Linked DNA regions of Macaca mulatta: region 2 is linked to region 1. Evidence: chromatin contacts called from public Hi-C data. All regions are on one chromosome and are shown on one strand. The core of a region is the stretch at or near the end of the contact, and the rest is flanking DNA. Distances in the headings are between cores, read along the strand shown.

Evidence for each region. A called contact is a pair of places that touch in the nucleus more often than the background predicts.
Region 2: a contact with region 1 is called in a Hi-C map of CD4 T cells, with 4 times the contacts expected there. The contact joins the promoter of PLEKHF1 here to the promoter of POP4 in region 1. A contact is called at or near these places in 3 of 14 Hi-C or Micro-C datasets (CD4 T cells, blood and cortical neurons).

The regions. Positions count from the first base shown.
Region 1 is chr19:40,877,441-40,883,215 of T2T-MMU8v2.0, forward strand. It overlaps POP4 (POP4 homolog, ribonuclease P/MRP subunit), which reads left to right and starts at 3,626. Exons shown (of 6, transcript XM_077978031.1): 1 at 3,626-3,668.
Region 2 is chr19:40,939,819-40,945,593 of T2T-MMU8v2.0, forward strand. PLEKHF1 (pleckstrin homology and FYVE domain containing 1) reads left to right here and starts at 2,145. Exons shown (of 2, transcript NM_001193737.2): 1 at 2,145-2,225. LOC114673999 reads right to left here and starts at 5,472. Exons shown (of 3, transcript XM_077978028.1): 1 at 2,573-5,472; 2 at 1,594-2,441. The coding sequence starts at 2,793. The coding sequence ends at 1,976.

The sequences.
Region 1 (5,775 bases), core at 2,376-4,875:
CTCAACACTTTGGGAGGCCAGGGGGGGCGCATCACGAGGTCAGGAATTCGAGACCAGCCTGACCAACACGGTGAAACCCCATCTCTACTAAAAATACAAAAATTAGGTGGGTATGGTGGCGTGTGTCTGTAATCCCAGCTACTTGGGAGGCTGAGGCAGGAGAATCGCTTGAACCGGGAGGCGGAGGTTGCAGTGAGCCAAGACCGTGCCACTGCACTCCAGCCAGGCAGACAGAGCGAGACTCCATCTCAAAAAAAAAGAAAAAAAAAAGCTTTAGAACAGTAAGGAAAGAAAAGAAGGAAATTATTATACAACTTGGAAGGACAAACAAGCAGGTAACTTGAGAAACCAAGAGCGCAGCCTTGGTTTCTTTTTTTTTTTTTTTTTTTTTTTTTTTTGAGATGGAGTCTCGCTCTTTTTCCCAGTCTGGAGTGCAGTGGTGCGATCTCGGCTCACTCACCATTCTCCTGCCTCAGCCTCCTGTGTAGCTGCGACTACAGGCGCCTGCCACCATGCCCAACTAATTTTTTTGTATTTTGTATTTTTTTTTTTTTGTATTTTTAGTAGAGACAGGGTTTCACCGTGTTAGCCAGGATGGTCTCGATTTCCTGACCTCATGATCCACCCACCTCAGCCTCCCAAAGTGCTGGGATTACATAGCCTGACCTCTTGACTTGGGGTTTTGTACGTTGGCCTGCTTCCAGGATCTACTTCCAGGATCTTGCATTACTTCTCCCCACTCCTGAGATCTTACAGGGAAGCTGCTGATCAGTTTCAGGTGTTTTCTATCTGTTAGGAGCCTGCCTTTTCCCTAGAGCCAGCTGTGGCCAATTACTTTAGAGAAACAGTTAACAACCACCTGACCATCACCTGACGGTGGCCCACCATTCCTGGTGTGTGTAGCAGGGAGCCTTCTGCCCTGCTCATACCTGACTACCTATCTACTGTAACAAATGTACCACACCTAGGAACACTTTATAATAAAAAAACAGATTATTGGGACCCACCTTATAAAAAGATTATTGAGACCCACCTGCTAAAAACGAATCTCCAGGTATGATACCAAGAAATTTGAAATGAAAGTTTATCCTGTGATTGTGAGCCTGTATTTGATCCGTGGATCAAGCAAATTAAATGTGTACTAACTAATCAGGTAAATTAATGCATTTAATAATGCATCAATTAGCATACCTAATTACCTAATTAGTTACTAGCACACGGTTAATTTGCTTGATCCACTATGATCAAATATAGCATTGTTTTTAAATTTTTGCTGGTATAACCAGCAATCACAAACATCCTCACAAGTATCTCTCTACATACATAAACAATTATTTTCTGAGAATAATCAAGTGGTTTGTTTGCTTTTTAAAAAATATTTAAGCCGGGCGCGGTGGCTCACCCCTGTAATCCCAGCACTTTGGGAGGCCAAGGCAGGTAGATCATGAGGTCAGGAGTTCGAGACCAACCTGACCAACATGGTAAAACCTCGTCTCTACTTAAAATACAAAAATTAGCTTGGCATGGTGGCATGTGCCTGTAATCCCAGCTACTCAGGAGGCTGAGGCACGAGAATCACTTCAACCCAGGAGGCGGAGGTTGCAGTGAGCCGAGATCATGCCATTGCACTCCAGCCTGGATGAGAGCAAGACTCGGTCTCAAAAAAAAAAATTTAGTGATGAAGGAACTATGGAGTAATTGCCACTCAAGGACAACCCACCTCACCATCATCAGGGAATTCTAGGGGAGACTGGCAGTTACCCAGGGATCTCAGAAGGAATCAACTGGAAGTTAAGAGTCCTAATAACCCCAGAAAAAAACTTTCAAAGACAGAGGTCTTCTCATTCATCCATAATCACAGAGGTCTTGCCCAAAAAGCCCCCCCTTGAATATACAGCTCTGAAATTGGCTAACACCTTCTGCTGTCTCATTCGATTTTAAAGTTCACATCTGTGAAGGGCTCTATTGTAAAACATGGTGACTACAGTTAATAACAGTGAATTACAGTTAATAACCTGAATTTCACTGAGAGTAGGTTTGAAGTGTTATCATCACAAAATGTGTATTAGCATTGCTCTTAGCTCATTTAGCCACTACACAATGTATACACATTTCAAAACATACTGCATACCATAAATACATACAATTCTTACTTGTTAATTTTTAAAATAATAAAAGTTCTCATTTGGTAGTTCACGTTATCGGTCCCACAAATTACAATTTTCAGACATCTGCAAAGGCAGCATGTTTTGGTTTAAATGTTGTATTTCTCAATTTTATACATATAAAATAAATGCATAAGTGTATTACATATTCAAAAACTAATATGTAAATTTTATATATATAAAGTCAATGCGCTGGGGGTCACTGGGATGAACGAATTTCAGTGCCTGCAGTCTCATGTTTAAAATCAAAATGGTACAAGGTAACCACCAAAGAAACTGTAAGCCAATGTTTCTCAAACTCAAACCCTTGGACATACTCCCAGAATCCCCTGTAAAGAAATGTATACTGTACTCAAAGTTGAGAACCACACAGGGACCATTTTGCTTTTCTCTCCCACCCAGCACAGGCCCAGTGCTCAGCAGAAATTGGGGTACCACGGTTCTGCCCAGCACTGGGTCACTCCTGAGAAGTCTGCACCAGGCCCTCCTGCACCTTTCCACTGAGCAATGGGGTATCTTTTTTATTTATTTATTTATTTATTTATTTATTTATTTATTTATTTATTTATTGGAGACAGGGTCTCACTCTGTTGCCCAGGCTGGAGTGGCATGATCCAGGCTCACTGTAGCCCTGAACTTCTTGGGCTCAAGTGATCCTCCCATCTCAGATACCCGAGTAGTTGGGACTACAGGCACGAGCCACCACGCCTGGATAACCTTTTTTTAAATGTTTTGTAGAGATGGGGGACTCCCGATGTTGCCCAGGCTGGTCTCGAACTCCTGGGTTCAAGAGCTCCTCCCGCCTGCGCCTCCCACGGTGTGAGCCACCTTTGATCTTATTGCTATGATTTTTTTATTGATAAAAACTAATATTCTGAGTCTCAAGAAAGCGTCTTGAAACCATCAAAGGGACCCAGGAGGCGCATCATCACCTGTGCGGCCGACCCCATTCACAGCACAGACTGCAAGTGAGGCTTAAGAGATGGGAAGTGCCCTAAGCGAGGTTAAACAGCTAGTCAGCAGCAGACACGGCACTAGAACCTAAGCCTGCTGTCCCAGCTTCGGTGCCCGTGCCCACAGCGGAAGCTGCCGCGGCTCATCCGTAAGAGCGCTGATTAGGGACGACAAAGACGTCATCCCACCGTCCCAGTCCCATTTCCGCCCTCCCAAGTCCCCAACCTTCCAGTCCTCTCCAAGTCGCCTCGCCTCACTCCGCTCTGGACCTTCAAAAGCATTCCACATGCCTTTACCCCAACCCTACTGACTGTCCCGCAAAAAGATGCAAGCGGAAAAGGCCCCAAGAAGCGACTCACGCCTCCCCACTGCTCCCCGACACCCGCTAAGACGCTCTCAGTCGCCCAATCCCTATCCAAGCGCATGCGCCCCCGAGGTGGGCGAGTGTCGGTGATGTCACGCACAGCGCCATCTCTGATATCCGAGAGTCTGCGACAGCAACTGCCAGTGCGTCATCAGAGCGCGCCGGAAGCGGTCCGAGAATGAAGAGTAAGCGGGGCCGGGAAGTTAGAGAGGGTTGGGGATGTTAAGGGTCGGGGTCCTGGTGCTGGTGGGTGAAATGGGTCCGGGCTGCCTGTCGCTGCGGAGTTCTAAAGAACCGCTACAGGAATGGGCCCACCCTACATAAAAACTGAGGGCTGGAACACGGGTTAGCCTGGCTCGACCTCTGAGCTAGGGAGGGATGTCAGGGCTGGAGTCAGGTTCTCCCGGGGGCTGCTCAGTGGTGTGCGATGCTAGAGGAGGGTTCCAGGCCTTGGCCCAACTTGGCCACTACCTCCCGGGGTGACCGCAGTCAAGACCCTGCTCCTTTCTGCGAGCTGGTTTCACACTCTTATCTGATGCAACGCGCCGAGAGCTGCTGGGGAATGATATCACTAACCCAGAGCTTTGGGACTTAGGGGTAGAAGACATGTGCCAAGGAGGGACGTGTAGTCACCGTTAAGACTGGGCCTTCGATCAGAATTTTGATTTTTCACCTCTGCCACTTTGTACCTATATGATCAAGTAGATTGTCTCAGCATGTCGGAGCTTCAATTTGCTCATGGGCACAAGTGTGATGGGAAAAAATATGTCTACCTTTTAATGAGGTTTCTGGCGAGTAATGAGTGTTCAGTAATTGTTAGATGTGTATTGTTGCAGAAAGACTTCCAAGTCTGTTACTAAGCACCTGTAACAGGTGAAGCAAAGTTATCAGGCCCCTCAAGTTGCTCTCTACAGTTTATAATCCCCAACTTCCGCTTGAGGGAGAACTAGATGCTGTATATAAAACTTGCAGCCACATTGGTTTGCTTGATCAAACATACCTGGCTGGGTGTGGTGGGACACGACTATAGTCCTTTGGGAGGCTGAGGCAGGGAGATCACTTGAGGTCAAGAGTTGAAGACCAGCTTGGGCAGCAACATAGTGAGACCCCATCTCTACAAAACCTGGAAAGAAAAAAAAAAAAAAGCCAGGTGTGGTGGCACACACCTGTGGTCCCAGCTACTCAGGAGACTGAGGTGGGAGGATCACTTGAAACCAGGAGGTCGAAGTTGCAGTGAGCTATGATTGTGCCACTGCACTCCAGCCTGGGCAACAGAGAAAGACCCAATATCAAAACAAACAAGAACGAAAAAAAACTTGTAACCACCTTGCATCAGACATTCTCAGGGAAGTACAAGAGAGCTGGAATTAAATTTACAGAGTATAGTGTAAATTACATTTTCTAGCTATTTAGCTCATAAACCAGGCCTTAGTAGTCCCATTCTTACTCCATTCACACCTGTACTGTGTCTCCAGTGCCATGGTTTTCTTCTTTCAATAAATTAAGAAACAGAAGTGTGGAATTTGTTTTAGAGGTTGAAACTTTATTGACTGATGTATATTTTGAGTTTAAAGGAAGAACTGTTGTATTTCATCAGTTCAGGACACCCTTGATTATATGATACATTATAATTTCATATTAAAATGTGAAGAATCTTTTTAAACATCTTACAGTTAACAAAACCTATTTCTAACCATCTACATCCTAGACAGCTATATCATATAACTTTTAAATGAGTTACCTCGTTAGCAAGGGCTCGGGCTTCTAACTTGGGATACTTTAAACCAGTGCAACTCAAAATGTGATCCCCTGACCTGCAGTAGCATCTGGGAATATGTTAGACACTCAGGATCTAGGGTAGGAGACCAATAATCTGCATTTTAATAAGATCCCAGAGATTTTTCCACACGTTAAATTTTGAGAAGCACTCTTTTTAAACCATGAGCTTGAAACTTCTAGCATAGATGTGGCCAGAGGGTGGGATAAGAGGCATCCAAGAAAGCTTGCTCTTCTTACCAACCTGATCTCCTATCTCTGAATATGAATAAGCATATGTTATAAGTGTAGTTCTTTTACTTTTTTTTTTTGGAGACAGAGTCTCTGTCACCCAGGCTAGAGTGCAATGGCACGATCTCGGCTCATTGCAGCCTCCACCTCCCAGGTTCCAGCGATTCTTTTGCCTCAGTCTCCCATGTAGCTGGGAATACAGGTGTGAGCCACCACCTCCGGCTAATTTTTGTATTTTTAGTAGAGACGGGGTTTCACCACGTTGGCCAAGCTGGTCTCGAACTC
Region 2 (5,775 bases), core at 895-3,394, 61 kb after region 1:
CAGTGTTTCCCAGCATCCCAGTGGCCCCACTAACCCTCCTGGTTATTACTCAGCCTGTGGGATCTCAGACCTTGTGTTTTCTGCTCTCTGTGGTATAGAGGCCTGGCTGCCCCTTCAGGACTTGTAAACCCAAACGTATATTCAGTTGGAGGCGCGGAAGCAGATAAAGCGCCCCAAGGGGGAAACCAGAGGGAGTGTGGGGACCATAGTGGAGGGGAGAACACAGGGCCCCTCTAAAGAGGACCCACATTCTCAAATCTTCTGATTTGAGAGGAGCTGAATATCCTGATTTTTATGTGAACTCTCCCCATATGAAATGTTCACAGCAATGCATTTTAAAAATGCTTAAACACTTTGAAAGCAAACAGACATTATTCGGGTCTTGTGGGGTTCAGGGTTACTTACCAGGTGGTGGCTTCTGTTGAATGCTCATAAATGCTGACCTTGCTGATCAAGGCAATGGTATGGTGGGCGCCATAAGGTGGTAGTGGGGAGGGGTCTCCCCAAGGCCACAGCTGGTGGCCCTCTCACTTGCCTGTCCCCTCCCCCTCCCCCTCCCCCCATCCCCTTTCCCTTCCCTTTTCAGCTGGGAGAGGCCGGTCTCCAGCACTGGACCCACCTCACAGCCTCACCCATACCCCCCGCCAGGACAGCAGGCACCTCTTCTAGCTCCGGCCCCACAGCCCATCAGTCCTCCCGCTGCTCCCCTCTCGCCTGGTCCTGGCCCAGCAGGCACTGCCCCGGCCTGAGCCAGACCCTCTCAAGGTACCCAGGTGGAGTTCTATTTGGCAAGACAACCTGCATCTATGTGACAGGTACTGACTGCATTCCTCCTATGCACTACCCATTCTCAGCACTCGGGATGCAGGGGTGAATGAGAATAAAGTCCCGCCTGAACGAGAAGAAATTACCATCTGGCCCGTGGGGCTCACGGCCTGGGTGGGAGGCAAGCCACCAGCATGACTTGTTGATGAGCATTCCACAGAAGCCACAGCCTGCTAGGCAGCCCTGAACCCCACGAGTGGCCTCAGGAGAGGACTCTGGGTTGGGAGAGATGCTTTACAAAATGATAAACACGGGTGACTGTGGAGGGAGATGGGATGGAGACAGGGAACCACTTTGGGTGGCCAGGGCAGCCTCCCTGAGGAGGTGACAGTCTGAGGCCTGGTAGGTAGAAGCAAAGGCCTGGGGCTTTAAGAAATAGGAAGAAGCCCATTTGAGAGGACCTCTGGGAGGAGGCCAGGGAGGGCCAGGAAGGCCTCCCGGGCACTGAGGCCTGGGAATTTCCTTCTGAGTCACACAGGAGGCTCAGGTACAGTTGAGCCAGGGGTGACATAACTTGCTACTAGTGTTGGACTTGGGTGATGGGCACCAGGGTCCCCTGGACTGTTCTCTTTCCTTCAGTTTGAAATTCGCCACTATAAAAAGTTTAAAATAGGTCAGGCACGGTGGCTCACTACTGAAATCCCAGCACTTTAGGAGGTCAAGGCGAGAGGATCGCTCGAGCTCAGGGGTTCGAGACTAGCCTGGGCAACATAGTGAGACCCTACCCCCCCCCCGCCCCCCCGACAGTACAAAAATACAAAAACTAGCCTGTCCTGGTGGGCTAATTCTCCTGGGGTCAGGATGATTTCTGTGCAGGCTGCAGTGAGCTGTGATTGCGCCATTGCACTCCAGCCTGGGCATCAGAGGGAGATCCTATCTCAAGAAAAAAAAGGTTATAAAGTGCTGCTGCATTTTCATATTACGATTATTGACCACTGAGGGTGACTGTGCTGTGAGGCCCGCCGGAGGCACCAGAAGGCACAAGCCTCCCACTGCCCGTTTCCCCGCAGAGCCCCGCAGATCTCGCAGTCGCGGGCGCCCCCACCCCACCCCTGCCCAAGGCCAGGGTCGCAGTCCCAGCAGGTGACAGCAGTCGCGCTCCGCGTGGGGCAGCGGCGGGCGGAAAGGGAAGCCGGGCGGGGCCAGGGGGTCAAACAGGGGCGCCAGTCCCGCCCAGCCCCAGACCTGCGGCGCTCAGGAGCCCGGGCGCCCTCCCGGAGCCGCGCCCAGGCCCCGCCCCTCCCGCTTCCCGGGCTCCGATTGGCCGAGCCACCGTGGGGGCGTGTCCGGTGGAGCCGGCTGGGACCTGGGCGGAGCGGGTTGGGACCTGGGCGTAGCAGGCGGGGACCCTGGCGGCCGCGGTGCGAACTCGCGGGCTGGGCACCGGGCCGGCGCAGGAGGTGAGTCCCCCACCGTCCCCAGGCCGGGCTGCGGGTCGCGGGGCAGGCGCAGGAGGGGAGTCTCCCATCCCGACCCCCGGGGCAAGCGAGCTCCCTCGGGCCGCGCCGTCTTGGCGGCTCCTGGGCGGGCGGGGCGCAGTGCCGCGGACTCCAACCCGAGAAGAGGCCGTGGAAGGGCGCTCCTGGGCGGCTTGCTGGGTGAGCGCTGCAGGGAGCCTGGGGAGAGCGAGGGAGAGCGGTCAGGGGTCAGAGGGGCCGAGGCGGCGTCCTCGGGGAAACGCGCAGGTGTAAGGTGGTGGAGGCGAGGGGTTCGCGGGCCACCCGGGACTGCAGGGGTCTCAGCGCACCCGGTTGATGGTGGTGTTTCCAGGATCCTGGCCTCGTGTGGCCGCCGGGACCTCTCTCTCTTCTCGGTCCCAGTCTGCAGTCTGGAGGCCTGGATGGGACCACTGTCCCTCTGGGCAGGGGCGCGGCGGGGGGCGTTGGGGTCCCAGTTCCTCTGGAGCAGTTGAGTTTGTGAATCTTGGTGGGAGTTGTCAAGAAAAACAGGGTCGGGCACGGCTCCCATCTTAGAGAGGAAACTTGAGCAGGCCAGCAGAGAGAGGCTGCCTGGAATCTCCCTCCTTTCTCATTTCCCCAACTCTTGGCGGGCCGTTTAGGGCAGAGGTGTGGTCAGCCTCTTGGCAGGTGGGAAAGCAGAGGTTCCCAGCCGCCCTGAAAGTTGGTCTCTGCAGCCCAAGGGGAGCCCTCCTTTGGAATTTGAACACCTCTGGTATCTCCCACTCAGAGAGGGTCAGAGGCCAAGGAGGTGGAGAGATAGTCCCCTAATGCGCTGGGATCGCCCATCTGCACAGCGTCATTCCCACTGGAGTCTGTGTGAGCTGAGATGACTGTGACTTCGGCCTGCGTTCCTGCACAGGTCAGCCCTCAGGGCTGCCAAGGCACAAGTCAGGCGGCCCTGGGCGAGCTAGGGGACCTGCCCAATCCAGTACCCCCCGCCCCCCGAGGAAGGAAGGGGGATTGGCCAGTATGGCCTGGAGGGTGGGACAGCCCAGCCAAGCTGACGGACCTGCTCGGGATGGGGTGGGCATCAGGCATTTGGAGCGCCAAGCAACACCCGCTGGACTCTGACTTGTGGAGTTCTGATTTGGTCTCTGGTTGAGTGCAGCTTTCCACAATTCATGGTTATTTTGAAGCCGGGCTTCCTCATCACTCAGCAGGGACCTTGGGCAGTGACTTTGATGTGGTGGAAGTACCTTCCCCAAGGGGGGCTTTTGTGAGGATTAAGTGAAATAATGCACGTAATATGCTTAACGTTGTGCCTGGTGAGTTCTAAGTGCTCAGTCGGCGGCACTTCCAGTTTTGTTTTGCTTTGTTTTTCATTACTGGTCTCTTCCCGGAGGAGGGCCTTCCAGAAGTCAGAGGGCTGGACAGAGCCGAGGGGCGGCCCTCTGGAGGGAGAGGAGGCTTGGCACCTGGTGCTGCGGTCTCAGTGCACATGGAGAAAACCTCACATCCTCGCGCTGGCCTGGGAGCCTGCAGGATGGCCCCTTCCAGCACTGTGACCTCATCTGTCCCCCTTGCCCCATCCCCATCGCTCCTTACTCCACAGCCTGACTTCACCCTTTCCACCTTGAGCTGCTCCCCAGGACCGGAGCTCTGCCCCTAGATCTTTGCACAGCTGACTTCTTCAGGCTGGAGGGAGTTCACTTCCTCCCAAGGCCTTCCCTGATCTCCACCGTCCTCCCAGCCCCTGCCCTGCTGGGCGCACCAGTCTTTCTTCACAGTGCTTAGCACTGGCTCTCAGAAAAGACCCTGTGAATGTACTTCTAGTCTCACTGGAAAGAAGTGTGCATTCCTGAAGGGCCTGGTCTCCAGCTCCCGGCTTTAACCTCACACAGTGTCTGGCACACAGTGGGACTCATAAATATTTGGAAAATGAAATCAGGCAGGCATAGAAGCAGGGTGGGCCTGCGTGGGGTCCAGGTCCCTGCAGGGAAGGAGCAGCCCTGATCTGGAAGTCAAGGGAAAGTCCAAAGGGCTGAGCTGCCCCCAGAACTCTGATTTCCTTGGTGACCCTGGCCCTGCACATCCCTGAGCAGGTTCTCCACGTGTAAGCCGAGGCAGAGGAGTTACAGCTCCCACTCCACCCCCGACCGCTGCCCAGCTCCTACTTTCCAGGGCTACCATATTGGGGCCCCACACATCTCTCATTTATCCAAAATGCTGTGTCCCGAGTAGGGGAGAGGACAGGACAACTCCCATCAGGACAGTGCCCTGCGTGGCCTGTTCAGCGTGCCCTGCAGTGTGTGTGTTATGCATTTTACAATGTGGCGTGGTGTAGATCAGGAGTTGGCTAACCTTTTCTGTCAAGAGCTGGTAGCAAATAGTTTAGGTTTTGCCAGCCATACAGCCTCTGTCCCGCATGACTGTGTTTGAGTAAAATTGGATTTAGAAAAGCTGGCAGTGGCCCGGATTTGGTGTAGCTCTCCAGCCCCTGCTGTTGAGCACATATCACACCTGGGCTGTAACATACAGAACCTGGCTTCATGGCTTCTACAGCCACGCGGTGGCTCTCAGGATGTGGCTCCCAAGCCGCAGTGCTCACGTGAGCACCTCCAGCCCCTGTGCAGGCAGCAGGATTGCTGAGCCTGAGAGTCCCCACCCCTCTGAACCCTCAAAGAAAGATGCAGGTCTGTTCGTTGCCTGACTCCCAGGCTTACTGAGACTGCGCCGCGGTCACCCCTCTACCAGCAGCCCTGGGGCCAACACAGGCACTCTCTGAGTCCCAGAGGCTGCCCGGAAGCTCTGTCACCAACATCTTCCCGAGGCAGGCCAGCCCCAAATGAATAAGGACAGGACTCAGCTTTTTCCTCCCCTGTGCTAGGCAAGGGAGGTTCACTTCCCTGGTGAGAACAATAAAAAAAAAAAAAAGAGGATTCCCAGTTGGGCTCAGTAGCTCATACCTGCGATCTCAGCACTTTGGGAGGCTGAGGAGGGAGGATTGCTTAAGGCCAGGAGTTCAAGACCTATCTAAGCAACACAGCGAACCCTCGCCTCTACAACAAATTTAAAAATTAGCCAGGCATACTGGTGCATGCCCGTGGTCCCAGCTACTCAGGAGGCTGAGGCGGGAGGTTTTTTTGAGCCCTGGAGTTTGAGGCTGCAGTTAGCCCTCATTGCACCACCACTGTACTTCCGCCTAGGCAACAAAGCAAGACAATGTCTCAGGAAAAAAAAAAAAAAAAAAAAGCATTCCCCATCTAACTCAGGGCTGCTGTATTTGCCAAGAAAAACCTACAGACCAGGTCAAAGCGGGGTGTGAAGTTGTGGTCCTGTAGAGAGGGCGTGCATGCAGGGGCAGCCCCCAGGAGGATGTTGTCTGCCCTACCCCTTGCCCAATCTGGGACCCTCTGCAAGTTCACAAAGGGGGGCACATGTGAGCCCCTGGCAGCCCCAGTCAGTGTGTGGGGTCAACTCTCAGCCCAGCCCCCTTCATCGCCAGCAGATGCCCCTCCTTGCCCTTCCCGGTCCACATTTTACCATCAGC